Linked DNA regions of Salmo salar: region 1 is linked to region 2. Evidence: chromatin contacts called from public Hi-C data. All regions are on one chromosome and are shown on one strand. The core of a region is the stretch at or near the end of the contact, and the rest is flanking DNA. Distances in the headings are between cores, read along the strand shown.

Evidence for each region. A called contact is a pair of places that touch in the nucleus more often than the background predicts.
Region 1: a contact with region 2 is called in a Hi-C map of muscle, with 6 times the contacts expected there. The contact joins the promoter of rbpjb here to the enhancer-like site in region 2. A contact is called at or near these places in 3 of 3 Hi-C or Micro-C datasets (blood, gill and muscle).

Annotation. Positions count from the first base shown.
Region 1 is chrssa07:10,976,267-10,979,269 of Ssal_v3.1, reverse strand. It overlaps rbpjb (recombination signal binding protein for immunoglobulin kappa J region b), which reads left to right and starts at 1,451. Exons shown (of 12, transcript XR_006770563.1): 1 at 1,451-1,585.
Region 2 is chrssa07:10,915,419-10,918,151 of Ssal_v3.1, reverse strand. It overlaps rbpjb (recombination signal binding protein for immunoglobulin kappa J region b), which reads left to right. Exons shown (of 12, transcript XR_006770563.1): 3 at 2,365-2,460. Among protein-coding and RNA genes, the nearest start is that of LOC106608554, 36 kb to the right of the region's middle. Within about 2 kb of position 1,256, at least 2 of the 13 cell types and tissues checked have an H3K27ac peak or open chromatin away from gene starts, as enhancers often do. A contact at or near this core is called in muscle, where this site is marked.

The sequences.
Region 1 (3,003 bases), core at 202-2,701, 61 kb before region 2:
TTTTAGTCATTTAGCAGACGCTTTTATCCAGAGCGACTTACAGTAGTGAATGCATACATTTCATACATTTTTTCTCTACAAGCCTACATCACCCGATTGCGCACCATAGTGATCCTCGATAGTCGATCACTATTGGTCTTTCTCATGATTTACGTAAATGTAATATACTATTACTCTTGTTAAAAATATGAAATGGTGACGAGCACATTATGACTTGTTTAGGACTCGAAACTCTAAGTTTAGGACTTGCGACTTGACTTGATACTTGACGGTCTTGACTCGGACTTGCCTGTCTTGACTTGGGACTTGAGTGCTAAGACTTGAGACTTACTTGTAACTTGTAAAACAATGACTTGGTCCCACGTCTGAGGTGTTGTATTGGATATGCCCCAAACATAACGCGCTGTATTCAGGACAAAAAGTGAATTGCTTTGCCACATTTAAAAAAAAAGTTTTACTTTAGTGCCTTGCTGCAAACAGGATGCATGTTTCGGAGTGTTTTTATTCTGTACAGGCTTCCTTCTTTTCACTCTGTCAATTAGGTTAGTATTGTGGAGTAACTACAATTTTGTATTTAACCTTTATTTAACTAGGCAAGTCAGTTAAGAACAAATTCCCCAGCCTACCAGGGAACAGTGGGTTAACTGCCTTGTTCAGGGGCAGAACAACAGATTTTGACCTTGTCAGCTGGGGATTCAATCCAGCAACCTTTCGGTTACTGGCCCAATGCGCTAACCACTGGGCTACCTGCTACCCCAATGTTGTTGATCCATCCTCAGTTCTCTCCTATCACTGCCATTAAACTTTGTAACAGTTTTATGCCTCATGGTGAAATCCCTGAGCGGTTTCCTTCCTTTCCGGCAACTGAGTTAGGAACGAAGCCTGTATCTTTGTAGTGACTGGGTGTATTGATACACCATCCAAACTTCACCATGCTCAAAAGGGATATTCATTGTCTGCTTAGATTTTTTTTTTACCCATCTACCAATAGGTGTCTTTCTTTGTGAGGAATTGGTCTTTGTGTTGGAATCTGTGTTTGAAATTCACTGCTCGATTGAAGGACATTACAGATAATTGTATGTCTGGGGTACAAAGATGAGGAAGTCATTAAAAAATAATGTTAAACACTATTATTGCATACAGAGTAAGTCCTGGGGGCCTGGGAAAATACAGGCTTCCTCACAACATTGTGCAAAATTCTATGCCAAACTATGTTCCAATCGGTGCTGTAATTTATTACCCCGTGAACACGTGGGAATACTATTTCAGCGCTATAAAATAAGCAACAACTCCACTCCACGTCCATCTCGCGATAGGACCACGATCCCTCCATGTTTGTCTATGGTGAGAGTTTTCCCGGTCTCGCGTGATGTCTGAAGTTTCCCACGCCTATTGTTGTGGTGTCTGCCCTTTTCTCTCACTCTCTACCCGCCGCCTCCCCCTCCTTTCTGGACTCCTCTCCATCGTTCCTGCTTTGCCAGTCTGCTTCTGTTGTCTCCGCGGATTGTTGGTCTGGGGAGAAAGGATATCGCGAGTGTTGGAGTTTTGGTGAGAGTTTGTGGAAGATGGCGCCTGTTGTGACAGGGTAAGTCTGAGATTCAGGGCTGGTGGTTGTACTGGAGTTAAAGTGAATTTAAGTTTTTCAGAGAGAATTGGTTGCTTATGTTCGAGCATAGATTGCCGACCACATTTGGGTATTTATGGACATTTGTTTTCAGTCGGTGAAAGCATTTTCTTTGTCTAAATGTATTGTGTGTGTGTTTTTTCGTTTGACTACTTCACTGTACTGACTGTTGCTGCACCACGGTGCGGTGTTGTGGGGTTGGAGCTAGCTCGTTGCTGCTAGCATTGAGGTCCTTTTTCAGCACCAGGCAACGACACGAGTACAATCGCTCTGGGTTGGGGAAAAATAAACGGTTGTGTTTGTCTATATTTTTAGAGAACATTATTCAACAATATATCCCACGATATAAATGTATTCACCTTCTAACCATGTTGCAATTGAATATAGTGTTCCGCTGTGCTTGAAACACGTTGTGGCTTTGTCAAGCAAGGCATCGTTTTCTGTCTACATTGCGTTCAACTCATAAGTCTGTGTTGTTAGCTGGCTGGCTAACTAGCTAGCTGTCTGGATATTTCTCTATCGATTGTTGGTAAATACACTTGCAGACGTGTGATGTTTTGCCGTGCGTAAATGCACTCGAATATAAAGTGGTGTTTATAAAACAGTCCCGTGCTTTCCCATGCCATATCCTCTCCATGCGCGGTGCAGACTAATGTTTATTTTATTTTTGAGCGCAACTAGGGGCATAACCTGACGCTAATTCTCTAGAAACTACCCGAAAGTCCAAAAACATCACGTTGTGGATATTTGTTTTTATTTTGTACATGTGGAATTTTGTATCTTTCTATATAGGTCGGTAAACGTCAGATAGCCAGCACAGAGCCACTGAAATGTAAAGCTCAAAGAAAATATGCTTGAAATGTGACGCCCCTGTCCAACGTTGGTTCGCTGCTTTATGAAATAGCCAACGCTCTAATAAATTAGCTACTGTAGTTATTTAACTAGTTTTAAGCTACTTACATTTCTGAAAGGCAATCCTAAAAGAGGCAGCTATCTAATCTGTCTAAATACCCTGAATTATTTCTGCTGCAGGCTACGAGGTAAATGATAACCTCAGACTCGCTATCTTCTTGAATGTTAGTCCGTTTCATGGGCTTTGTCTAATTTCTTTGATTGTAGCTAATTTTGCAATTGGGAGATGAAACGTGGGTAATTCTTTTATGAAAAAAGATCAATGGAATGTGCTTTAATTAGCCTATATGTCACCAGACTTTATCATTGACTGGGAAATAGTATTGTCATCATAGCTTGCCTTAAGTCTACTACTCTATAGCTTAATTTTCCAAGTTTCCAATGCTCTTATGATGCAATAACTAGTATTAATGTTACTATGATGTATTATAAACTACTATCAAAATAGCATCTACAGTAGCTATCTG
Region 2 (2,733 bases), core at 7-2,506:
GCAATATCACCTTTTGGTTGAAGTTTGATTGAACAGTATAAAACAATCAGAATGCAGAAAGCCCCATTTGAAAACACTTAAAATGTATGTGTTGCCACCCTAAGGTCAAGCACTACTCATAGAACTTGTATTATTCAGAAACCTCAAATACCGCCAAATAGCATCATCCCGCCAAATAGCATCATCCCGCCAAATGGCATCATCCCGCCAAATGGCATCATCCCGCCAAATGGCATCGTCCCGTCCCGCCAAATGGCATCGTCCCGTCCCGCCAAATGGCATCGTCCCGTCCCGCCAAATGGCATCGTCCCGTCCCGCCAAATGGCATCGTCCCGTCCCGCCAAATGGCATCATTAGCATCATCCCGCCAAATAGCATGATACCGCCAAATTGCATCATCCTGTCAAAAACAAATCTAGTGATATATATTTTGGCCATATCGCCCAGCCCTAATGTGTGTATGTGTATGACTCCCTTTCTGTGTCACTGGACATGTCAGGTGACACTGACATCTGTGCAAATGGGCCATTGTGTCTGCTCAGGGTCACCCTTGACCCCTGCTAGTCTGAAAATCTTTAGCTGTGTGCTTTTCAACGAGTACACACACAGTAACCAGGTGTCTATCCAACCTTTTTTATGCCAGTAAAGTACGTCGGATACATTTTTTTTTGTGACAGGCCTGATGGAAACAGCACATTTGTCGGTCAAATTTCCAAATGTTGACCAAACAAAATACGCTAGACAAGGTTGGATCTTTTTGTGCCGGTAAAATGAATTATGCGAGAAATGGCGGTGGAAATGCTTTTATGCGCAGACATTGATATAATAACCATCATATCAAAGTAAACTGAGCCACACGATGTCATGGTGTTCGGTTCTCCCGCTACGACTCGGGACAGTTTATTATCTTGACTTCCGTTTGACCATAGAAATCTTGCTCTTTTGTCCATAATCTCATTATGTAGGCTATACCCGCAATGTAGCTGGTAGCTGTTGGCTAGAGCACTGTTGCTAAGAGCAGAGTGGGCACATTCGCTAATATAACGCAACATTTGTTGTGCCAAAACCATCAGTAGAGTTGAAAATGCGATGGAAACCCATTTATGTTTTTGCTTAGGTGACAGAAGTAATTGGAGCACGGGCCTTGCAACATTTTGACACGAGATGTGGATTCTTTGGTGGTGAGCTCAGGACTTTGGTGTTTTATTTTTCCCTCCCTCCTTTCAGTCAGCCCAGCTGGAGAGAACATAGCTTTTGGCACCGAACTGTGTGTGTCCATGTGTCTGTGTGTGAGCGGTCTGTGTGTGCAGAGTGTGTGTGTGTAAGCAACACAACCTTCAGCACACCAGAGAGTTGGCTAATCAAACTGGAACTTGTCAAAATATTCCCGTCTCTCCATGTTTAAAATGTTAGTTTTATTGACCCGGAGTTTTCATGTTCCTGTTTTTTGGTTTTATCTACACTGAACAAAATATAAATGCAACATGTAAAGTGTTGGTCCCATGTTTCATGAGCTGTAATAAAAGATCCCAGACATTTTCCATACACACAAAAAGCTTATTTCTCTCAAATTTTGAGTGAATTTTTTTACATCCCTGATAGTGAGCATTTCTCCTTTGCAAAGATAATTCATCCACCTGACAGGTGTGGCATATCAAGAAGCTGATTTAAACGGTATGATCATTACACAGCTGCACCTTGTGCTAGGGCCAATAAAAGGCCACTATAAAATGTGCAGTTTTGTCACACAACGCATTGCTACAGATGTCTCAAGCGTGCAATTGGCCGGATGATTGCAGGAATGTTCGCCAGAGCTGTTGCCAGAGAATTTAATGTTAATTTCTCTACCATAAGCCTCCAACATTGTTTTAAAGAATTTGGTAGTACGTCCAACCGGCCTCACGACTGCAGTGTAACCACGCCAGCCCAGGACCTCCACATCCGGCTTATTTACCTGCGGGATCGTCTGAGACCAGCCACCTGGACAGCTGATGAAACTGAGGAGTATTTCTGTCAGTAATAAAGCCCTTTTGTGGGGAAAACGCATTCTGATTGGCTGGGCCTGGCTCCCAGTGGGTGGGCCTATGCCCTCCCAAGCTCACCCATGGCTGTGCCCCTGCCCAATCGTGAAATCCATAGATTAGGGCGTAAATCATTTATTCCAATTGACCGATTTTTTATATAAATAACTCAGTAAAATCGTTGAAATTGTTGCATGTTGCTTCTATATTTTTGTTCAGTTTACTTTATCTCTGTCGCTTCTGTCATCTATAACTTGTTTATATAAATGGATGAATAACAAACCTCTCTCTCATGTCTCCCTCTTTCCATCCCTCTGTTTCTAACTTCTTCCCTTCTTCACAGAGAAGCGATGAGGAATTACCTGAAGGAGCGAGGAGACCAAACTGTCCTGATCCTGCATGCAAAAGTTGCCCAGAAATCTTATGGCAATGAAAAAAGGTAATCAACCATCACTTACCCTACACACAACTTTCCACACACTTCCATACTTCCCACATTCCTCGCATAGCCCCTACCTGGTGTAGTACCTCGCACAGACCCTGCCTGGTGTAGTACCTCGCACAGACCCTGCCTGGTGTGGTACCTCGCACAGACCCTGCCTGGTGTGGTACCTCGCACAGACCCTGCCTGGTGTGGTACCTCGCACAGACCCTGCCTGGTGTGGTACCTCGCACAGACCCTGCCTGGTGTGGTACCTCGCACAGACCCTGC